Regions from separate parts of the Mus musculus genome. Here region 2 is linked to region 1. Evidence: chromatin contacts called from public Hi-C data. All regions are on one chromosome and are shown on one strand. The core of a region is the stretch at or near the end of the contact, and the rest is flanking DNA. Distances in the headings are between cores, read along the strand shown. Region 1 overlaps Ttll11 (tubulin tyrosine ligase-like family, member 11). Region 2 overlaps Ttll11 (tubulin tyrosine ligase-like family, member 11).

What was found. Hi-C and Micro-C count contacts between places; a contact is called where the count stands out from the background.
Region 2: a contact with region 1 is called in a Hi-C map of cortical neurons, with 1.8 times the contacts expected there. The contact joins two enhancer-like sites. A contact is called at or near these places in 3 of 484 Hi-C or Micro-C datasets (ECoMG-derived neutrophils, cortical neurons and nephron progenitors), 2 of 115 datasets of contacts at active chromatin or transcription factors (embryonic fibroblasts and embryonic stem cells) and 1 of 9 other capture datasets (embryonic stem cells).

The regions. Positions count from the first base shown.
Region 1 is chr2:35,764,186-35,771,658 of GRCm38.p6, reverse strand. The region is part of intron 9 of Ttll11 (tubulin tyrosine ligase-like family, member 11); the gene reads left to right. Among named protein-coding and RNA genes, the nearest start is that of 9030204H09Rik, 51 kb to the left of the region's middle. Within about 2 kb of position 3,323, at least 37 of the 459 cell types and tissues checked have an H3K27ac peak or open chromatin away from gene starts, as enhancers often do. A contact at or near this core is called in cortical neurons, where this site is marked.
Region 2 is chr2:35,872,309-35,879,781 of GRCm38.p6, reverse strand. All of the region lies in intron 6 of Ttll11 (tubulin tyrosine ligase-like family, member 11), which reads left to right. Among named protein-coding and RNA genes, the nearest start is that of Gm35396, 7.6 kb to the left of the region's middle. Within about 2 kb of position 4,006, at least 13 of the 459 cell types and tissues checked have an H3K27ac peak or open chromatin away from gene starts, as enhancers often do. A contact at or near this core is called in cortical neurons, where this site is marked.

The sequences.
Region 1 (7,473 bases), core at 2,074-4,573:
GTTTGGTTTGGTTTGGTTTGGTTTGGTTTGGTTTTTGAGACAGACTCTCATTGAGTTGCTCAGATTAACTAGCCTTAAAGCAGCTGGGTAGCTGGAATTACAGACCTGCAGTGTCAGAAGGCAGAGAATTCGATAAGGTGTTATCAGACTACAGGGGGATAATACTGAAGTAAGAACAAAGAAGGCTGGGAAGCTTCTAGAATGCTACAGAGCACGCGCCTGAACACCTGTGCTCCGTCTCTGTTCTAAACAGTCTAACGTGGCTTAGCTCCATTTTCTTTTAAACATCTGGGAGAACTCACAGTGAGGAGCCCTTTAGGGCCTGGTGCTTTTTGGGGGCAGGGAAAGCTGTTAATTATTCATCAACTTTCTCTAGGAGCTATTAAGTTCGTTGGATTATGAGTTTCCTTATGTAAATTTTGGTAAATTGTCACCTGAATTACTAAATTCACAGGCATAGGTGTCATCCATGACGCTCATGCGTGGCCCTAGGTGGGGGGTACACTTCTGATGCTAACATTAGGACCCTTGCTCTGGTTGCTGATATTAGTAATGTATAATTAGTAGTTAGCGATCTTCTTTTTCTCCTCAGTTAAGCTGGCTAGAGGCTCATCAGTTCTATTGATCCCCCATCCCCACCCACAAGGATAAACTCCTCTGTTTTATTGATTTTTCTTGTTGATTTCGTGTCTAATTTCATAGATTTGTTTTCTGATTTTTACCATATCTTTGGCCATTTTGAATTTGCTCTTTTTCTGTTTCCTAAAATAAGACTTTTTTCTTTTCCTGTAAGACAGGATTTCTCTGTAACCCTGACTGGCTTGGAACTCACTGTGTAGACCAGACTGGCCCCAAATTCACTTGTGCCTCCACCTCCTGAGTGCAGAAGTCAAGGCTGTGAGTCACCACACCCAGCCTGAAAACATTTCTTTTTCCAATTTCAGAACGTCTTGCCTAATCCATGTATTTGATTCTGCAAATCTGACTACACTGTGTCCCACACACTTCAGTGTGTTCTGTTTTCATTTTTATTTAGTTCAAAATATTTTTAACTCTCTTTCGAGCCCTCCTTTCTGAGAGTTTTATATTTATCTTGCCTGGGCCCAGGCTGTGTTCACTGTGCTGTGGCTGCCGGTGCCAGAGGCCTGGGTTTCCTCTTATGCCATTGGCTTTATTTTTCTCCCCCCATTGCCTTTGGGTTTTTCTGAAGTCTCCTTCCTAAATGGAGCCTGATAATCCCCCACCTGTGTGCTGGGGTCCCGGGCTGAGCCCGGGCTTCTATTGCTGTGGAGAAGCAAGGTAACCAAAAGAAAGATGGGGAGGGAAGGGTTTATCTGGTTCACACTTCTGCATCACAGTCCACCGATGAAGGAAGTCAGGGCAGGCATCTGGGGCATGAGCTGATGCAGAGGCCATGGAGGGGTGCTCCTTAGGAGCCTGCTCATCATGCTTTCTTATAGCGCCCAGAGCCAGGGCTCGAGACATGGCTCAGTGGCTGAGAGCACTGGCTGCTCTGCCCAGCACCCACATGGCAGCTCACAACGGTCTGCAACTCTAGGCCTAGAGGATCTGACACCCTCACACAGACATGAATGCAGGCAAAACCACAAATGGGCATGAAATTAAATACATTATTAAAATACAAAAAGACAGGACCACCAGTCAAGGGGCCCCACCACCCACAGTGGTCTAGGCCCTCCCACATTAATCATTAATTTAAAAAACACAGTCAGATCTTTTGGATGCAGTTTCTCAATTGACTCTCTGAGGACTCTAGCTTGTGTCAGGTCACAAGCCAGGTTTATTCTACATCCAAACCACAAGAGCCTTCCACTTGGGTGGGGAAGATAACCCACCAGATGCCGACATTGACACAATGGTGACCTGCGAGGATGAGGCAGGAGGATCACAAGTATAAGGCCAGCCTGGACTACCGTGGGGCCCCGGGAGCCTCTTCCATGAATGCACGGCCCCCACCTGGAACTTGGGCACACTCAGCTCCATCAGTCAGCACCTACCATGAATGTGTCTCACGAATCACTGGCAGAGGCTTTCTGTGGAATCTTGCGATAAAGCTGGGCGTCCTAAAACTCAAAAGTGCTATCTGATCGGTCTGCACGTGGGCTCTCGGAGGGTCCCAGCTAGACCAAGGTCTCCAGCAGAGAGCACAGTGCCAAGGTTTCCTTCTCAAGTGTGCATTCATTCCACTGGAACAGAAAGTCACAGGGCTTAAAGCCCGAGCCCCAAGTTCTCCCAGGGTGTGAGCGTGTCTGGTCACCACTGTGGGCAGAACTGTCACCAGCATCTAGCAGGCAGTGGCTGGGGATACTGCTAAACCCCCATGATGTCCTGGGCAGCCCCAGCAAAGAGCTACTCAGCTCCAAATGCCAATAGCAACACCATTACCCCCTTGGGCTTCAGAAAAGACAACCACTGAGTCTCTCAGAAGTTCCCTGTACCCCCACCATGGCTATGCGCCACAGCTGCCATCCAGGTGAGGGTGAGGGAGGTTGTGGAGCCTCCCAGGAAGAGTGCACATCCCTGCTGGGGCAGACCTGACATCACCCAGCAGCTTCTTGGTGGCTGTGGGCGTCTCTGCCCCTGCTTTTCCTGTTCACTGCTTAAAAAGAGGAGGGAGCCTTATGTAATCGCAGCCTCATAGAACCTTCTGTCATTTTGGCACCCTTGGGCTGGGAAAACCCCCTCCCTCCTAAAATCCCATGGGGCATGGAATTCTTTCTTTCTGTTCTAAGCAAGCTCTACAGGTTACAAACTGGGCAACAGCAGAGTGAAAGAGCAGCCTTTGAAGGCACCTCTGCTGGCTGTCTGCACTCTCTGCATTCCCATCCCCCATCCCTCCACCATTTTCCCCTGCCATGGGCACCTTTATTATAGACTGCTGGTCCCCATCTCTACCCCCCTGCTCAGATGTTTCTGCCTGCCCGGAATTCCTCCCATTCCCACCATTTTAACAGCCTTGACCAGACCCTGTGAAACCCTTCCTGCCTAAGAGTTCCTGCAGTGCCCATCCCTGATATCAGCCCCAGCACTCCCTCCCCTCCCCTCTCCTCCCCTCTCCTCCTCTCCCCTCCCCTCCCCTTCCCTTCCCTCCCCTCTGATACCCACAAGTGCCTTCCTGCCAGATCCTGGTTCTCTTTGGGGGCCTGTGACTTAGTTCTGTGAAGTAGATGTGCTCTAAAATAGATGTGACTAAGCGTCCACAGGAACAGGCGGCTCTTGGTTCTCAGAGCGGAGGCTTCCAGTCCCCACAGTGGTTTCCAGGCACTCCTTAGGCACTCCTCGGGCTCTCTGAGGCACGTGGGATGGATCTCGAGGCAGTCACTTGCTCTCTCCATCCCGGGCAGCACCACCTGGCAGCCACCAGCTGCCATGCTAAGGGTGTGTGACTAGAGAAGATGACAAAATCCTAAAGTTCAAGTCTCTCCTCACTTTCCCCAGTGCGCTCCAGGACAGGATTGTGCCCAGGCACCGTACAAGAAAGAAACTGGTTTTTCAGATTTTCGTGCACTAATAAAATTACCTTCTCTAAAGAAGGCAATTTGCATGTTAATGTTTTGGGTAATTCTGTGCAGCTCCAATGCCCCCAGGGCTGCAATTTCTCTCTGACAGGGTGACAAAAATAAACTCCAGCATAAAGGAGCATTTCCCTTCCTGCCTCTGAGCTCCATGTGACGTTCTAATGCGAGTCAAGCTGGAACCCACTGCTCCATCTTCTGACACTGATCTACCTCCTTTCACCTCTCAAGTGACAGGCAGGCTCTGAAGAGCGCCTCGGGGTTGTCTCCTTGAGGACAGGGCTGGGACCCCTTGTGAGTGGACATCACCCCTACAGCCCACCTTCTCCCCCGAGGCCCAGCCTTCAGCTTCTCTAAATTCTCAAAGGTGCAGCTAGGTAAAAGGGCACCACCCACCATCTTGGGGTGTAGAGGGCCACCACATGGGTGTATGGAGTCTATGCAGCTGCCCTGCAAGGGACACGCTGTCCCATCAAGCTTGGGTCCCTCTGGTGACTTAATGAAATCAGGAAGGGAGCTTAATTCACAGGTGTCTTCTCCAGGCCAGACACATTGGTTACACATACATACATACACACACACACACACACACACACACACACACACACACACACACACAGAGCCTACCTGAGGCACTTCCCGTCTTCATGCATAGTGACTGATAGCCCAAGTAGGATGACAGTTGTGCTGTGTGTCACACAGGTGTTGCTCAGAGCAGCCAGGCAGACATGTAACACAGAAAACTTCCTGTAACCTAAGTATTATAGATAGATAGATAGATAGATAGATAGATAGATAGATAGATAGATATAATTCTGTAAAAGAAAATACCTTTCAATGAGCATAGCATAGAGTGATTTCTCTCAGGAGGTGGATCAGGGAGGTGCAACTGAAAAAAATAAACTCACTATGGTCAATAGCAACTGAGATTAGAAAGATGCAACGAGTCACCAGGCGGGATGCAGGGACAGGGCATTGTAGGCCTAGAGAGTGTTCTGGAGACAGAATGGGGTGGAATGGTAGGAAGGGAACACTGCTGTTCAAACCCACTAGAGAAAGGGATGAGGGACTTAGGAGAGTGTGGATTCCCTCCTGAGTTTCAGTCAGGGGAATGCAGGGCTGACCTGGTCTCTATTAGGCAGTTTCGGAGGCAGGAGGGCAGGTGAGGTGGGCACAGGTGTCCCACAGCCCGGCAGAGGTCAAACATCCCAGCAGGTGGAGAGCTTGGCTTGCTGTGTTTGATGTACAGAATGAAGTGTTTCAGGAAGCTGAGGTTGTAGGAGAGAAGTTTCAAAACTGACCCGGGGTTTCTGACTCCTGAAAGTAGGTAGGTGGAGGTGCCATTTATCAAGGTAGGTAAAAAAGACAGGATAGGAAAGCCCACAACAGATTCTTTGAGATGCTAATGAGGTATTCCAGAGGCAAAAGCCCCTGTGGCCTGCAGATAAGGACTGGGAGGAATTTAGATGGCATTTCCTCACTGGAGGTATTTAAAACTCAGCTAATAAATGACAGGGAGGACAGGGAAGGGGGCAAGGGAGGAGCACCCTGAGGACCCCAGCACAAGGGAACCAAGCAGCCAAGGGGGCAGGGGGATGGGGAGCTGCCACTCAGTGGATGCTGCAGAGGGAAGCTGACAAGAGGTGAGAGGTGGAAGGGGAAGGAAGACACCCACTCCTTCAAAAAGCTGTGCTAGACCTGAGGGGCCCAGAGCGGTCCTCTCCTGGGCCTGGAAGGAGGGTGCTGCAGAGGCGTGCCTGCACCTGGGAGGTTTGGCTGAGAGGGATGGGTTGAAGAGAGAAGAGGAAGAGATAGATGGCACCTCAGGCAGCCTGTTCCACTCCAGAGGTCAGGCTGTCCTGTCTGGTGGCTGACAATCAGAGAAGACCTGTGCTGGAGCATTCAATCAAGGGACAGATTTCAAAACACCTGTCTCTCCTCTCATCACTACCAAAGACCCTTTCATAGATAGCATTTTGCATGACCTTACTCCTCATTATAAAACATCTTCCTCTGGAGCTGGAGAGATGGCACAGAGGTTAAAAGCACTTTTCCAGAGATCCCGAGTTCAAATCCCAGCAACCACATGGTGGCTCACAATCGTCCGTAATGAGATCAGATGCCCTCTTCTGGTGTGTCTGAAGACAGCTACAGTGTACTCATATAAATAAAAAAAATAGTCTCCCTCCAGAGGATGTAGCTCAGTTGGTAGAGCACTTGCCTGGCATGTACAAAGCTCTGGGGTTGATGCCCAACGCTGCATGACAGTAGGTACCTGTGACCTCAACTCTTGAAGGTGGAAGCCTGAGGATCAGAAGTTCAAGGTCATCGTCAACTATACAGCAAGTTTGAGACCAGCATGCGCCACACAAGAACTTGTCACTAAATAAATAAGCAAGTAAAAAGAAGACCTTCCTGTGCAGTGTCTCCCACTGTTCCCTCAGGGTCCCAATCCCAGGAGACTTTGGCAGGATGTGACCAGGAAGTGTCCACTGGAAGAAAGGCATGGCTCCTTCAAGTATGGCATGTTCTGATAGGTGTGCAAAGATGTTTGTTACAGCATCATGTGAACATAACATTAGTAAAGAAAAAAGAAACAGAAGTGTCCCACTGTAGTGAGAGGGGCTTTATAGCTCATGATGTGTACGCACTAGGAACGTCTGTGCAGTCTGGGAAAAAGCGAGTGGATATGTATATGCAGATACAGGGAGGGGTCACTAGTACACTACACGCTCAGTGTGGCCGTCCATGCTCAGAACCCGAACACTTGGGAGCCTGAAGCAGGCAGATGAGAATGAAGCCAGCCTGGGCTTCACAGTAAAAGTCTGAAAAGAAAAAGAGAAAGAGAAAAGAAGGAAGGGATGGAAGAGAGAAAGCAAAGGAGAGCATAAAGTACAATACTCAGCCCAGGATCATACAGAAGTGTTATTGATGTGCGCAGAGCCTTGTGAATTCCATTTCACATGGATCTATCAGAGATGGCAATCAGCACGCACTTGTGGCAGTGTCAGAGAGGACGTCCTGCCACTCAGGACCTCACAGGACAATATATGAAATCACAGTTCTTTTCCTCTATGCTTGCCCCAGGCCCCTCCTCCCCTGCCTTGCTGGCAGGCGGGCAGGTGCCAGGAAGTGGCCTGCACCTGCGTGGTGGGCTGAGGTTGCAGGTCATCACCAGCTTCCCATCCCTTAACCAACTAACAAATTAGACCCCAAACCCAAGGCTTGGAACAGCCAAAGGAAGAAGGGGGAGGGGAGGACCCTAAAGCTCCTCCCACCTAGAATTAAGTGAGCTGCGACATGTGCTGGATGCATGTATTTCTCCTTCAAGGCGTAATTGCTGTGCAAGGTCCTGGGACAATGCTGTCTCTGACATTCTTTCTAAGTCAGAGATGTTGGCAGCTTGCTGGGGAATGAGTTTGGAGCCTCAGAACACCCATGAAGCCACTGGTCACAGAAGAGATATCTGGAATGGCATGAAGCAGGGAAGGAAGGATGATCAGTTCTCAGGCGCCATCTTCCCAGTGCGTCTGAAGCATCCGTCTGTTATGGTGGAATCAGGGGTGATGTCAGATGGAAGGAGACTGGGACCACGGGTCTCTGCCAGGGCCAGCCTGTGACCTGTGATTAATGAGAGATGGAATGTTTACTTTCACCCTTGACTGTTTGTCACTGGTGTCGCGGGCTTCTAGGGATAGTGATTTTTCTGCACGGTCTATTTATGGCTCTGTCTCCACACTTACTCATTTCTCCATCCAGACAAGGACAAAGGTGGAAGTGGCGTCTTCCTGCTGTGACGCTTGTAGGCAGTGACCGTGCACGCTGCGGGAATATTGCAGACTTGCTACCCTTTAGTCCCTGTATGGCTGGGCCTTGGGGGGTCTTTCCTCCTCATTCCGGCTTGAGAGAAAATGAGGAAAGGGCAATGGTGGGGACC
Region 2 (7,473 bases), core at 2,757-5,256, 110 kb before region 1:
CTGTGGCGAAATGACCAGCCCCCTCACACTCCCCGCTGTGCCACAGTGAACTGCAAGCTCATGTGTTGAGCCTTACTAAACCCTGCCCTCCTCAAGCTTTCCTCTGTCAGGTGCTTTATTCCAGCAACCCACAGTGGTTGCCTGTAACGCACTGTAGTCTCTCAGAGCCTCACAGCAGCTTTGGCATACTTAGGGGGCACTTGGCTCCAGCTGTGCGTTGCCCCGTGTCTGCCAGGGCTGGGGGTGGCGAAGGAGCTGAACTCTGGTGCAGGGGTGGAGGGCTTCTCCAAAGCACTTCACCATCACTATCATTTCCCATACACCTGCAAGGCGCTCTGCTGTCTCACAGTCATTCCAGACCGGTTACTATTAAGCACCCTCCGCAGTGTGCAGGAGGCATCCCGAGAGTCCGTTCTTTAGGCCAAAAGTCCAAGGTGCAGGAAGGCTGTCTTCTTCAGCTCTGGGTCTTAGGACCCCATCTCTTGCTGCAAGGAAGAATAAGCCTGTATATGAAATCAGCTGAGGTGGGACTTCTACACACAATGAACCCTGTAAAATGCCGTAGGGGACAGAGACTAGACTCTGTCCTCCAAGGCCTGATTAAGTAGAGGATCTGGAAATCCTCTCTTAGGAAGGAAAAGGGATGCACTGAGGATGTCTCAGCTTAGAGGAGAGAGAGCCAAGAGCAGAAGCCATGTGTAGCTTCAAAGATCATAGGGGGAGATGGAATAATGTCTCTGCAGGTGCCAGTGGCGGAACAAGGAGCTGAGGCTGAAGTTGGAGGTGGAGACAGTAAAACTCAGGTGAAAGAAAGGAAAAGCAAAAGGCTTTCCTTTGTCTGCAATGCTACCAACAGACTCAAAGGAGTCACGAGTTCCATGCAGCCTGCAGCTGGAAGTAACCAAGCCAAGGTCAAATAAGGTGGAGTAAAGGAAAGGCAGCCCTGGGATGACTACACATGGGTTCAGAGTCTGGGCATACAATCCAGCCAATCACTTAACCTCCCTAAATGCCAGCTTCCATGCTATACAGTGGGATAATGGTGGACCGGTGTCTGAGTTGCACATTTAACTGGAGTATTACTCAATGCTGAAGGAGAACAACTCAAAGCAGCCAGGGCTTTATTAGTCAGCTTCAGAGGAATCACACCCACTAGACTCCACTGTGATGATGCAGAGCCTCATGGTCAGCATGTGCTATAGCAAAGCCACCCTCCTTATAACAGCAGAAGGAAGGGCACACAATATCACCTCAAGAGCGGGCCCTCAGTAACCGGCCTCTGCCCACCAGCCTCTACTTTCTACAGTTTCCCCCACATCCCAGGAGCCCAGGAAGTATGCACCCACCTATGAATGAGCCCGTTGATGAGACCAGGACCTTCATGGTCTGGTTAGCTGGGCCCTACTTCTGAATATTGCAACACTGGGGGGCCAAGCCTTCCATTCATAAGCTTTGGGGGACACATTGTAGACCCAAACCATAATAGTTATTAGGAGAAAATAGGGGATCAGAACAGCTCTCAGGGTACATCCTCTCCAGAAGTTTCTATCGGGTTCTTCCTAGGCGTGTGGCTCATGTTACCTGCATGCTCCTTGTCCTTGTGATAACATAGAAAGAGTACAATTGAGATCCCAGCCGTCTGCCAGCCTCTCTTGTCTCTTCCCACTCCTGATTCCACCACTTCAGGATGAGGGTGGATACTCCACACACACACGCACACACACACACACACACACACACCTCCAACCACAGAGTCTCTACCCCACCTATCCCTGGCTTTAGGTCTGTCCCACCATCAGACACCCTCTGGGAAGCGATCCTTCAGCCCCTCCTCCGGGGTTCGGTGCTGAGATAATCAGGATGCCTCATAACTATATGTAAGAGGTGGACAGTAAGCCTGGGGAAGGACACCCTGGACACAGCTTCCCAATGACTCCAAGAGCAAGGATGCCCCAGTTCATAACGCTTGCCACCAGAGCACTGAGAACAATATGGAGCTGCACCATAAACTCACATTTTGTTCATCCGCCTTCTTTCCCTGCCTTTCTGTGTGGGTTTCTTAAGACAATCAAAGTATTAATGATTGTCAAACCTAACCTTTAAGGCACCGTCACATCCATTTAAAACACTTCTTCTAATAAGGGAGAGGTTGCAGCCCCCTCCCCCACCCTTTCCATTCTCCCGCAGCTGGTTTGCAGGCAAAGTCCTAGATGCATTCTTAATTTTGACTCAGCCTTTCTCTCCAGCAGAACAATTGGGGGCGGGGGACCGGGGGGGGGGTTCTCTAGGCAACAGCAACAATTCTGTCTCATTTGTTTGTTTGGTTGTTTTTTTTTTTCCTTCACTGTAACACAGCAGCTTGCAAGGCTGCTGATTTGAACCTCGGTCCTTCTAGGAACATGTCCTTCCTTTATGATCAGTAAATATAACTTGCAGATTTTAGCCATCAAATTATTGAATGTGGAAGTGCCTCCCTTTGCTTCATGACTATTTTAAAACAGAACAGTAGACAAATCCTACCTTGCTCCCATATTTCGCTGGAGCTCTGGCCTCCTCGTGTTTCTGTTTTATCCAATTGCCCTGACCAGTGAGCTCTCCTTTCCTCTGCTCCCTGCCAGGACAAGGCCAAGATGGCCATGGAGGACAAGTCATCCTCCAACCCCTTAGTTTACCCTTGGATCTCCAAATGTCCTTGCTGGAAATAGAATTTGAAGCAATCCCTTTTTTTACAGACTGGGATGTTGTAGTCTGTGCTGCCAGAGGCAGAAGGTTTAAGAGTCCTCTGGGCCTGGATTTGAGAACAGCTTTTCCCCTTGCTCTCTGTGAAATCTGGGGCAGTTGACTTCCCTGAGCCTTGGTTTCTCCATCAGTAAAATGTCTGTAATGGTAAAAAGCTGCTTAGCAGGAATGTTGCAATGGTAAAGTGAGCCACTGCGTCTAACCCACGGCACACACTGCCTGGATATGGGAAGCATTTCATGAGTGGTAATTGTTTGATAATTAGCCTGTTTGCTAATCTCATTTACTACCACAGTGCTGAACACATAAGGCTAATATCACTAGCATTAACGTTATTACAATCCTCACAAATAGATACATACAGTTGTCCTTCCCAGCATTCCCCATGGTACCAAAACCTGTGGATGCTCAAGTCCCTTACATAGAAGAGCAGAGTGTCTGCGTGTAACCCACATACCTCCCCCCATAGACTTTAGATGAGCTGCAGATTCCTTGTAATACCTAATACAATGTAAGTGTTGCCTATGCAGTTGCTATGCTGTATTGTTCAGGAAAGGACTCTTTGAAAATAGGATATTCACAGTCAGTAAAAATGTGGCTTCTTTCCCGAGGATCGCCCATCCTTGGTTGAATCCTTGGACACAGACCTCACAGATGCAGAGGGCAAACTGTATACAAGTTTCCTCCATTCAAGTCATGTGTATTTTATTTTCTGAAGACAGGAATTTATCTAAACAAATGGATAGTTTAACAAGAGTTCAGCAAGACTGAAGGAAGTCAACAGTGCCCATGTTCCTAGTTTAATTAACATGCTCCCCGATGCAAAGTATTCGGTCTGTTCGTGCCTCACATTGAAAATGCATCCCTCTAATTTCCATGAAGTTTTTGTCACACTGCATGGGCAGGGACCCTTAACACAGGCAGTCTCCTGGGGAAGGTAGCTCTGACTCAGCTAGGAGGCAAGGTCCTGGGCTTTGAGGGTCCCAGGCACTCTGAAGCTGACCTTGGCCAAATCTCTACCCTTTCCCGGCGTGAGGTTTGCTCGTCTCTACTCTCTGCCGTGTCCCCAAACCCGCAGCTTTTATAAGCACGATGATTTATCATTTGGAAGAGAGAGATAAAAATAAGAAGGAAGATTTCATCTTTTAAAAACCCTTGGACTCTGCAAATTTCGCTGGTTGCTTTTAAACCATTAGATATGAGGTGCCGGATATTGGAGGCCAGCCTAATTGGGAGCTGTAGCTCCTGTCTACTGTAGCTGTGCTTTCGAGAAGTGTTTCTGACAGTCTCTCACCACCCTGCCACTTGCTTCCAACTGCAGGGATCTGCTTCTCCTGTGGCAGTCACAAGAAACACTTCAGTCCTGCTTATAAACGTTAATTAGTTTGAAGAAGAGAAATAGGATTTGTGGTTCTTAAAATAGTTGCAGATATAGAAGGCCACTTCCCGGTGTTGTTGTAATCTGGATGCTTCATAAAGATACCACTGTGAGGCTTTGCGCGGATCCTCTGCCCAAGTTTATGACTAGCATCTTCCAAATTTTCGAGCTAGTGTGTGCATTTAGGGAAGAGATTGGTCCTGGTCCCTACACTTAGCTATTTTAGATGTGATCTCTGTGTCTCCCATGGTCTGGCTACAGGTTGTACCAGCTGTCTATGAGGCATCTTTCCGTTGATGTTGGAAGCCTGTTCAGTTGACCTTTGATTACAGTACTACGAATACGTAGTGTTGGTGAAGACCAGACAACAGTGTCTCTATGAGTAATATTCCAGATATGATGCTCATACATGAAATCCCAGCCTTTCCTTTGGAAGGCAGAAGAACTATGATGAGTTCAGGCCCAACCTGAGCTATGTTGTGAGTTTGAGATCAGGAGGGAGATCTTGAGTCTCCCTGGCTCTACCACTGGCTTGCTCTTTGATGCATGCTATGAGCCAGGTGCTATATTGGGCCTGTGGATGCAAAGATAATATTGTGTGTGCAGCTCTCTGCATCTCCTCAGCTCCACTGCTGTGCTGTTGTTTTATTTTTTATGTGTAGGGATGTTTTGCTTGTGTGCATGCCTTGCATCAAATGTGTGCCATGCCCACAGAGGTCAGAAGGGAGCTTTGGGTCCTTGGAACTGGAGTAACAGGCATTTGTGAACAGCTGTATGGGTCCTCTCCTGGGTCCATCCCCTGGTTAGTTTTAACTGTTAACTTGACATCACCTGAGAGGGGTGTCTCAACTGAGGGATTCCCTAGAACAGATTAGTCTGTGGGGGATTGTCTTGACTATTATTAACTGAGATTGGTAGATCTAATCCTACGTGAAGGTGATCCCACTTCATGGACTAAAGCCTGAACTGTCTGAGAGCGATGAGTCGTAGCCGAGCACGCAGCAAGCCAGCATGGGTGTGTGTTCTGTCTCTGCTCTTGGCTGTGGATGCATAGGGAGCTAGCTGCCTAAGCCCTGCCTTGACTCCTCTCAGTGATGGATGGAACTGGGACATGTAAGCTGAACAAACCCCTCCCTCCCCTAGTCGCTTTTGTCCAGATATTTCGTCATAGCCATAGATGTTAAACCAGAACAGCTGCTGAGGGTCCTTCCTGTTCCCAAAATCCATCAACGCTGTTATTGGGGCATTGCAGTCAGTCTTGGGCTGTCACCCAGGGCCTCGCTCCAGCAACAGGTAGTTCCTGGACAGGGTCCAGATAATAGAAGCCCCAGTAACACTTGGCTTGTGAGTGTAGTCACACCCCACATGAGGTCTGTTGGGTTTGGGAGTTTGTGTATTATGAGGACTTTCTTGTGTCCAAATAAACTGGTTTTAGCTCCTGCTTGGTGGTTGGAAAATATCGGTTCTTGGCACTTGTTGGTATTCAGGTTACCTTATACTGCACCTTAGATTCTGGCCTCTAAATTGGGGAAAGTTTAGTACCCTCTTTACGGTCAGTGCATTCATTTGGATTTATGTTTCCTCTTCTGGTTTGTTTCACACTTAAGACATTTTTGTAATATTACTCATCCCCCCTTTTCCCATTAAACTATGTGGATTAATCAGAGTTAAGAAAATCACCCTCATACAGCTTAATATTTATTTATCACACACCTGACCATGCGTAAGCCTCTTGTAAATTGGAACTCATATGGCACTGTAAGTGAACTATACCATTCCAGCTAGCCTATATAAAAGACACACAGTCCAGGTATTTTATTTATTTTATCACAAGCCATAAGCCTAGGTCTGGAGCTATTCTAACTCATTTCCCAGCCATTTGTCCCTTGTTACTTGTTGTTTCCCTGGTCCATCTCCTCTCATACTGCCGTCCTCCATTCGACACATCCTCTCTTCTTTCCTCTTCCCTCTCTCTCCCTGCAACCCCCCACCCCAACTCGATCCTCAAGCCCCACCTTTCTCCCTCTAAAGCCCAATCACAGGCTCTGGCATTTTATTGATCAGTTAAATTGGGGAACAAGGTTTATATAGCATCACTCGGTGTGCATGAGGGTCTGCTCATCAGTGAGGACGCTGGGGGGTGGGGGCAGATCTTGAGAGCCAGTGATTAGCATCAGAATACAAATAGCATCAGACCAGCGCACCACCTGGGAGCATGGAGGGAAGCCAGAGGAGCCCTCGCTTCCACCTAGCTTCAGAATTATTTGAGAATAAGATAAAAAAAAAATAAAGAAAAGAGAACCTGCATTTCACCCTCATTATGGAAGAGGTAACGGGGTGGGGGGGGCGCTTCAGAAAAATGACTCTTCCGATGTTGAATCTGAGTGAGGTTTTCTCTGTAACCCATGTGCAGGACTGTGGGGAACCAGAGTCAGGCCTGTAGTCAGTAGGAATGGGGAGGCAGTGGGTGTCTGGGCCCCCCTGCACACTGTCTTCCTCGACCCCAATCCTGGGCTGAAATGAGGCTCAGAGAACAGCACCCCTGACAAACAGAAGCAGACTTAGGTTCCAATTCTAGTCTCCCATGTTCAGCCATGGGATCCCCTTGCCCACACTGCACCCCATCCACAGAAGGAGCCATAATGGTGGGTTGCTGTGAAAATGGAGAGGGCTGATAGATGGATGTGCCACCCTTGTGTGCTCAATATATAACAATAAGGCAGATGACACAGCAGCACACAGACTTCCTCGGTAAATGGTATAGATTTACATAAATTGTTTCCATATAAGTATAAAGAAATACTGTTATGTTTTATGACAGTTTTTCTTTTTTTTAGCTAATCTGGAATTCTTTTTGCTGTTTGTTAGCACTACTTATTTCAATAGCCGGGCACCTGGTGCTTGCTCCCACCTTCCTCCTCGTTAGCTCGTACAAAGAAGGATCACAAGCCAGAAGGAAAGGAGAAATTAAATTAATGAGAAACCTCTGTGCATCTCGAATAGCCATTCTCTGATTCTATTTTTATATGTTCTCCTGGAAGCTGTCACATAATTCTGTAGCAGCCATTTCAAAGCATTTGTGCCAGTTAATTTATGCTGAGAAATCATTGGTGGGAATTTGACACAGGCCTGGCATGTCCGTAAGCCATCAGGCTTCAAAGGACAGTGCCGGTGTTAGAGGCAGCCCATGAGGAACACTCGGGAATGAAAAGAAGTGGACACCCGTGGCTTCTTGCTGGCTCCTCTGTCCTCCCTGTCATCATGGCCACTGGATTCACTGAGGGTTACTTTAGTCAGGAACTTTCTGGTTTAATTTAGACCCTAACCCTACCAAGTATCGTGATGCCATTTGACTG